Regions from separate parts of the Mus musculus genome. Here regions 1 and 2 are each linked to region 3. The links are chromatin contacts, called in public HiChIP or PLAC-seq and promoter capture Hi-C maps. All regions are on one chromosome and are shown on one strand. Each heading gives the region's core, a stretch centred on a gene start, on an enhancer-like site or on the middle of the called end of the contact. The rest is flanking DNA. Distances are from core to core; before and after follow the strand shown.

Region 1 (2,700 bases), core at 173-2,672, 610 kb after region 3:
GGGATAAGCAGTTAAAACTGCTAACACTTTCCCCTCAAGGCTTCTGTATTGGGTAGTATACCAACATTCCCTTGGTGCTCAGATCTCCAGACTTAGAGTAAATTATAACATCAGATTTCTTGGTTGTCAGCTTTACCTTGATACCTGGGAAGAGGGAACCTGTAATGACTGTGGCGCATTTTCATTTGAAGATAGGGTTTCTGTTACGTTGAAGCCTTTGGAAGGTAAATGAGGGAAATATCTTGAAGATAGAGTTTCTTTTTTAAACAGCTCTTAACTAGGTTTAAAAAATAATGTTTTAAACGAACAGCTTGTGACCTAAAGCACATACCTTATAGGCAGCGGCAACTCCCAGGGCCACAATGAATGCGCCAGCAATATGAACCCGCAGACGCTTGGCCAGAAGACCACGCATCTGTGGTTTGGGCAACAGCGCACCGGAACTCATGGTAGCCAATGTCCTTTGCGAGTAAAACAAGGAGGGGAAAAAAAAAAGGCTTGTAACAGGTTAAGTGATTGAATGAACTCTACATGCACAACGTAGTTTAGTATCTACAATCGCGGCCTAACCCCTCCTGCAAGGTCAATGACTTTGGCAACTTCATCTTTGCCCGCTCCTCTCCTACGCATTTCCACTACCCGCAACAAGGCGGTAACCAGCAACAAACCGATGAGCAAAAACCATGACAAAAGTGTCCCCCATCCACAGAAAGGCAGATGCGACCTAGCTGTTGCCTTTTCAGAATTCACCCTTAGGAAGAAAAGCCTTCGGGGAGAACTCAGGTCACTGAAGCTGTGGGACTAGAGCCCAGCAAGCGCCCCGAGGGCCGGTGGAGCAGGCGCGACAGATCGGGGACCCTCCAGCTTCCCAATTCTACTCCCACACCAGGCCGACCACCGGGGCCCCTCGGTGCCTGAGTCCCCTCCAAGGTCGCACCCCTTATCCAACTGGAGCACCAGCCCCCGCAGGTCAAACGACCCAATCAAGGTCAACCTGGCCGCGGCAAAATACAAGGGGAAACGGGCCCGGCCGGCCACCAGCGAGACCCTGAGGCTCCGCAGAGCTCCTCCGGAGCCCTAAGAGCGCACGCGGGGAGATGGCGGGGCCGCCCGAGTTCAGGCCGGTCAGGCCCGCAGCCTCCTGAGGACGCGGCGGGGGCAACGCGCCCACGAGGAAGGCAGGCCCGAGGCTCCACTGGGCTGTGACGTGCAAGACATCCTAGTTCGCCGCCCCCACGAGAAGCCGAGAAACCCGCAGTTGTCAAACCCCAGAATCTCCTCTCTCTCTCCACCATTCTCACCTCTACACCAACGTCCTTCCCGGTTCTCGGAGAAACGGAGAGCCTTCCAGCAGCACGCATGCGCAAGAGTCGATGGAGGACCCGGCGACGGTGGCCTAAGGAGTCCAAAAGTATTCAAGCGCGCATCCAGCCGGTCACAGCTGAAATTTATGCCAGTTACACTATGTCTTTTTTTTTTTTTTTTTTCCCTAAACAGGACCTTGAAAACGAGTCCTGACTACCTACAAAGGTTTCTTCAGTAAATTACAAATATTAATCTTGTCCGGTGTTGTGAACTTATTAAGGAATTCGTATATATTTCACATGTGGGGAAAAAATAATATACTCTATAAAGGCACTACATCATCTGAGAGCTTTTTTTTTCTAAATGCCCAACCTTGAGAAAAGGCATATCTTGGGGGACATGACATTTGTGTCAAAGGATTGCCCAAACCACATGAATAAGCATTTTCATTACAACTACCTCGGCACAATAAACGCTTGGTTTTTGGCAAAGAGCGAGAAAGGCCAATTTCAGAGTTTAACATGTAATTTTAGAACCGATGCTGTGGAACAAACTAGAGATGTGATCCCACTCCACTGCCAGACTCAATGATCTGCTTAACAAATCGTAATGGGTATTTGTGTCGGGTTCTTAATAAAAAATAACGTGTGAACGGGAACAACAGGGATGTTTTTGGAAAGCCGACTAAAGATGACTTTTCGTGCCTTGGGACGTTTATCTTACTTCAGTGACATCAACTAGATTCACAGGTGTTACTTAAGTCAGCTGAGTAAGCCTACTTTATATATATGCAGGGTTTGAGAGGGCTTAGGAACCCTGCTTGAGCAGTGACACATGCACCATCACACTATATGGAGAATAACTGAAGGTGTGAAACCACTGAACTGAACCCATGGTTACAAAGAAAGGTTCACGGGATCAGAGTACCAGGGCTACGGTTAATCCCACCCGGTGAGAATAGTGAAAACGGCTACTGTAAGTTTTGAACCAAATTTAAAACAAGCTTTATTAAGCATTGGCCAGTTCAGTGGACACTGTCAGGTGCATACCTAGGAATCCCAAAATACATCGCCACATTACAACTCAGTCAGAGGCTTATAAAGGCAACCCCCAAAGGGTCAGTACTTCCCACCTTCGTCCAATCAGGGGCACGCTTAGATCCCAATGTATTTCCTTATGAACCTCCAGCCTACCTCCACCTGTGTGTGATCAAGCTTATCCTGTAAAGTTGGGGCAAGTGAGGTTGTTTACAGAAGAGAAAACACCATAGTTCACTATCTTACATAAGTAACAGCCCCCAGCACTCCAGAGATTATCTGCCCTTGGGCAAGTGAGGCTTACAGGTTAGAGGCATGTTTGATTGATAGATCTCTTAAGCCCAGTAATTTAAACTTA
Region 2 (2,700 bases), core at 57-2,556, 800 kb after region 3:
CTAAGTGCTTCCAGTTCAGAGTCTGTCACAGTGTGTGATAAAACACCTGCTTTGTTTTCGTTTTCATATTCCATTTCAGACATGAACTTTTCCTGAAATTCACGATGAGTGAGTTGGTATCTTCCAAATACCCAGCAATCTGTTGATGATTAAAGGAAAGAAAACAAAGATCATCCAGTGCGGTCTCAGCTCTCGTTGGTAAACTCTCCAGTTATAAACATGTCTACAAGTTGACATAACATTCCTAAGTGTCTCCTCTTGGATGCTGAGCAGCTCTTGTTGGGGACTGAGTATCTGGGGGACACTGGTGTCCCGCCTTTACTCCATGGTGAAGAGGTACTGTGGCACAGAGACAGTCATAGAAATTTAAAAGAATTATTTAAATGCATCAAATCAGCATTTCTTTCCGGAAGCTGTATCTTGCTTGCATTGCTATTGAGTACTGTTGATTTGGAGCAGCCATGACATGTGCATGGCTGCTCTGGCCTCTCAGCAGGAAATGAGTTCACTTCCCACCACATTAACCCGGTCACTGTGTAAACCAGAGAAGCTAGGCAAGTGCTGCATGTGCGTGCATGTTTTCCTGGGATTGAACACAGAATCTTGTGCTGGGAGGAAGAATTCTTCCACGAAGTTGTGTCTCTGGCCCTAAACCAATGAAGACCCAAAAGCTATTTACTTCCAGAGCCCTTGAATTATGTAAGGAAAAAAAAAAAAAAAAAAAAAGAAAAAACCTAGTCTTTAATCTGGTTTAGTAGCTTCTGCTTTTCTCATTAAATTTCCACAATCCAATTATTTGGAAATTTTTAAATTAATTAAATTTCCTAATTCAGGTCGTTATCTTCCAAATCTGTTGATCGTTAAAGGAACAACAACAACAACAATTGAATTCTGTTTCACCATTGCGTCATCCACAGATGCATCCACTGGTGCAACCTCAGCGCCCTGATGATGGAAGGGAGGGCCTCCGTTAGCGCTCACTACTCTTGAAACCTGGCTTCCAGCTTTCTACAGACTTGCCTCCAGTGAGAGTTCAGTCAGCCGGTTCACCTTCAGTGTAGACGTCTCAGTTTCTCACAGGAGTGGAGTAGGTAGTCTGCGCATGCGTGCCAGCGAGGGCAGCGTTGGTGGCGGCGGCTGCAGCTGCTGCTGCTGCTGCTGGAAGCCATCAATCAATTGGGTTGCTTTCTCGAAGCAGCACTCAACACAACTCTTTCTGGTTTTGCGTAGTGTGTAGGTCAGAGGACAGCTTTTACCCTCAGGCGTTAGTTCTAGTGTGGGTTCTGAAAAGGTCAGCTCAGGAACTTTGGGAAGGTCATGAAACACTTGCCCTCCGGAGGGGAGAGGCCAATTAACATGCCTCAGACCACAGGGCAGGAACTGACCTGAGGGTGGGGACACATTCCACAGGACGAACTGTTGCTCACCTTGACTAGGGTAAGCCCTTGTCACCTCTTTCCCTAAAGACCAATCAGCTTAAAGGGTGCACTGTTCTGTCAATCATATTGCGCCTAGTTGTTGATGCTCTGCTCTGCCCTTGGAAACCATATAAAAACTCGCTGAACTGGTGCTGGGGGTCGCCGCCTCTCCTTCAGCTCTGGGATGACCCCAGTGCACTGGAACAATAAATTCCTCTTGCTTTTTGCATTGATCCTGGCTCCACGTGGTTCACTCAGGGGATCCCTGGTAAACTAAGGCTCCCCAGAGTCTTACAGTTCTAGGGATCAAATGCATGTTGTCAAGTCTTAGAGGCAAGCCCCTGCTGAGCATCTCACTGGTCCTCAGTACAATTCCTTCCTCCCCACTATTATTTAACTCTAATCTCACATCTCAGCCAGTAGATTTTAATCTATCAAACCCTGACACCCAAGACTCTCTCCCTGTATAAAAGTCCTTCCAATTCTAATTTAAAAGAGATTGTGGTTCTCATTTTCTCCCCTTGTCCACATGGGGGATGTGGTAGTGTCTCTAAATCTTTTTTTTTTTTTTAAGGGACAACATTGAATTTCGGATGGCTTTACATTTTCAGTCCATTATCATCGTGACAGGATACATCTCAGCATCCAGGCAGGCATGTTGCTAGAGACAGAGCTGAGATTTCTACATCTTGTTCAAAATCCAGCCAGGAGAAGACATCTTCTAGGGAGCTAGGAGGAGGGTCTCCAAGCACACGCCTACAATGACTCATTTCCTCCAACAAGGCCACACCTACTCCATAAGGCTGTACCTGCTAAAAGTGACACTCCCTGTGACAAGCATATTCAAACTACCACATTTCACTCCCTGGTCACAATAGGATTGGCCAAACACATGAGACTATGGGAGCCATACCTATCCATAGCATAATGCAAAATAGTGTCTCTAAAACTTAACTGCACAATTAACACACTTGTAACTGCTCTTTCTGTTTCCCTGGAAAAGTTAGTGTCTGTTTGCTTTTTATTGCTGTGATAAAATGCTGATCACAACCAGCTTCGGAAGGAAAGGTTTTATTTCAGCTTACAGCTCCCAGGCCCATCATGGAGGGCAGTCAGGGCAGGGACTCCAGCCAGGAGCCTAGGAGGTAAGAGCTGAAGCAAAGGCTGGAGACGAATACTGCTGACTGGCTTGCTCCTCCTGGCCTGCTCAATTTGCTTTGTCATCCACTCCAGAACCACCTGCACCCAGGGACACCACCCACACTGGGCTAGGCCCTTCCAC
Region 3 (2,700 bases), core at 112-2,611:
TTGTTTACTGCTGAGAGATCACATGTCAGTAACCTAGGAACCAGGCAAAGTCAATCCAATTTATAAATAAACTTTCAAAACATTTATAACAATACTGTTTATAATAATAGCCTTTATCAGACTATCAAAATTATATGATTGGGGTTTCGTTGAATCATTTGCTAATCTACTGTTAGAGAAATAATGCAAAGATGAAATGAATTATTTAATTTATTGCCATGCTTAAATGCAGGGCCAAATTCTAATGGAGACTAGTGTGTAAACTCTGATCAGAGATTAGAAGAAATCTCCAAATCTGATGTCTTGTGGCCAGTATAGAGCCCCCAGTCCTGTGTAAATCATGGGTCCGCCTCAGTTATATGTGGTCTAGCCTCAGAGGGATAGGTTTCCCATTAAAGCAAACAGAGCCAGAGTTCGGTTTTCAAAGTGATTTGTGTCATTTTGAACAATTATTTGGCAGTGATTATAAATGACAGAATTCATGGGACATGAAGAAACCTGTCATCTGTTAATGTTTACTCTAATGTGTACGTGCATAATTCCCTAGCATAGCTTCCATTTCAAAGAAAATTCCCAGTGGCCCTATTGCAGCATGATTTGGAGATAATGTTGTTCTGGCCAAAATTAACCACGTCAGGACCTCAAAACATTAAACTTAAGATCTGTATGATTAGGGTTTTTTTTTTTTTTTTTTTTTTTTTTTTTTTTTTTTGTGGGTGGGTCAATGGCTATGGTTCAAGCAGATGTTAACGAGTTAGGCATCTTCCCAGGCTCTGCTAAACACAAAGCTTCAACCCGGTATACATGTGTCTGGTAGTGGAAGTCTACTGATCCTGTCCCCCAAACAAGGATAAAGTAAAGCTAGGTTAAATAGGTCTTTCTCTTTGGTAAGGTTAGATTAGGTTAAATAGCTTAGGAAAATTACATTGGAAACTAAATCTATTTAGCAAATGACCTTAAATTTGTGTAGCATTATTTATGAACCTCACCAAGATCCGCAGTGAACTGTCTGAAGCAGATACCTTGTTTGTTTTACTAGCAGCAACATAAGGCTCACTCACAGCTCTAGTTTATATCTGAAGTATAGGACAGCGCCAGGGCACAGCCGCCAGATTTGGTGTCTTAGTTTGAGTTTTATTGCTGTGAAGAGACACCGCGATCACAGCAACTCTTATGAAGAAAAACATTTAATTGGGGCTGGCTTACAGTTTCAGAGGTTCAGTCCATTGTCATCATGTCAGGAAGCATGGCAGCCTGCAGGTAGACATGGTGCTAGAGAGGGGCTGAGAGACAGGAAGAGGCAGTGAGCCACTAGGTCTGACTTCAGCTTCTGAGGCCTCCAAGCCCACCCCTTAGTGAAGCACTTCCTCCAATAGGGCAACACTTACGTCCACAGGGCCACGCCTCCTAACAGTGCCACTTCCTGTGGGCATATGAGAGCCATTTTCATTCAGACCGTCACATAGGGCTAGAAATATATTCTTTTATATATTTACCACTTGAACAGTACATTTTAAGTTGAAGTTTCCCCATCTCATTCTTTTCAAATTAGCCAATAGCCACCTTACTTCGATAAGGATATCATGAAGAAAATGACTGATTAAAATGTTGCAAAGACTCTGATTAAAAAATCGAGTCCACCACCGTCAGAATGTCCTCCACAGTAAGCAAACACCACTCTCCAGAGGCTACTTCTGCTCTTTGTTCTGTTAGTTTCATAAATTTGGAATGCAGCTCTTTGCTTAGCATTTGGATATGTCTCCTTATAGATTCCAATTTCATAAGTGAAGAGAATATATTTATACATCTTTTTAATAGATGTAGCATTATTCCTGTAGGGAATTAATCTTCACTGTGGACTTCCTGAGCTTACTGTCACCTAGGAGACAGACCTCTGGGTATGTCTATGACGGCATTTCTGGAGAAGTTTATCTGAGACTTACAATGACTGAGTGGAGGTGGCTGGGGTTCTAGACTGCGCACAAGGGAAAGGGGAGCGTCAGTATTTCCTGGCCTCCAGACGTGAGGAGTGGCAGCTGTGTGTGCGTGCTGCCAGGACCTCTGTTACAGCTTCCTGGCCCTGATGGACCTTCCTTCTGAACCTGAGAGTCGTTGAGAGGTAATGTATCACACCAGCAAGTGAGGTAATGAACACAGTACCCTACATGCTTGAACTTTAGTGGGTGTGATAAACACATGATAGTAAATGAGATTTATGTCTTCCTCATCTCTTTGCAAATTCTATTCACTCCTCAACGCCTGACTTAAATGCTACATCTTTAAAGTTCTCTAATCTCTCCCACCACTAAATTCTCTAATGCCCTGTGCTCTTCTCCCTAGTGCATTCATTCATCGTGTTCCAGGTGTGTAAGAGGAGTGTGTGCTCGAGCCCCACTCTCCCTAAAGGACGGAAGCTCCGCACAGTCAGCAGTCAGTGTCTTTGTGTGCCTTGAATGGTATCACTAAATGACAGAACCCAACATGTACAATCCAGTATGAATTCATGCAAATCCCTTATAAAGTTAAGTAAAAAACATATTATAAAGTTTAAAAGCAAGTAAAATTTAGATATCCAAAAATAGCTCATTGGAACTAGGGAAACTGCTCAGTGGGTAGCCTGTTTGGCTGCACAGTGTGAGAGATGGAGTTTAGATCTGCAGTACCCATGTAACAAGGCTGGCAGGAGTGGCAGCCCCCTCA

The links. Promoter capture Hi-C pulls out the DNA fragments that hold promoters and counts their contacts. HiChIP or PLAC-seq counts read pairs in DNA pulled down with a chosen protein or histone mark.
Region 1: a contact with region 3 is called in a promoter capture Hi-C map of hippocampal neurons, with 8 times the contacts expected there. The contact joins the promoter of Cox6c here to the promoter of BC048602 in region 3. A contact is called at or near these places in 13 of 39 promoter capture datasets (the SN4741 cell line, cranial neural crest, embryonic stem cells and 9 more), 1 of 484 Hi-C or Micro-C datasets (bone marrow-derived macrophages), 7 of 115 datasets of contacts at active chromatin or transcription factors (bone marrow-derived macrophages, embryonic hindbrain, embryonic limb bud and 4 more) and 2 of 9 other capture datasets (adipose tissue and macrophages).
Region 2: a contact with region 3 is called in an H3K27ac HiChIP or PLAC-seq map of embryonic stem cells, with 8 times the contacts expected there. The contact joins the enhancer-like site here to the promoter of BC048602 in region 3. A contact is called at or near these places in 1 of 39 promoter capture datasets (liver), 1 of 484 Hi-C or Micro-C datasets (bone marrow-derived macrophages), 5 of 115 datasets of contacts at active chromatin or transcription factors (embryonic hindbrain, embryonic stem cells, large pre-B cells and 1 more) and 1 of 9 other capture datasets (adipose tissue).

What each region holds. Positions count from the first base shown.
Region 1 is chr15:35,936,824-35,939,523 of GRCm38.p6, forward strand. It overlaps Cox6c (cytochrome c oxidase subunit 6C), which reads right to left and starts at 1,423. Exons shown (of 4, transcript NM_053071.2): 1 at 1,302-1,423; 2 at 332-461. The coding sequence starts at 448.
Region 2 is chr15:36,125,780-36,128,479 of GRCm38.p6, forward strand. All of the region lies in intron 2 of Rgs22 (regulator of G-protein signalling 22), which reads right to left. Among named protein-coding and RNA genes, the nearest start is that of Rgs22, 13 kb to the right of the region's middle. Within about 2 kb of position 1,307, at least 35 of the 459 cell types and tissues checked have an H3K27ac peak or open chromatin away from gene starts, as enhancers often do. A contact at or near this core is called in embryonic stem cells, where this site is marked.
Region 3 is chr15:35,327,174-35,329,873 of GRCm38.p6, forward strand. BC048602 (cDNA sequence BC048602) reads right to left here and starts at 1,362. Exons shown (of 3, transcript NR_045280.1): 1 at 1,207-1,362. Gm33584 (a long non-coding RNA gene) reads left to right here and starts at 1,817. Exons shown (of 3, transcript XR_383923.3): 1 at 1,817-2,119; 2 at 2,341-2,430.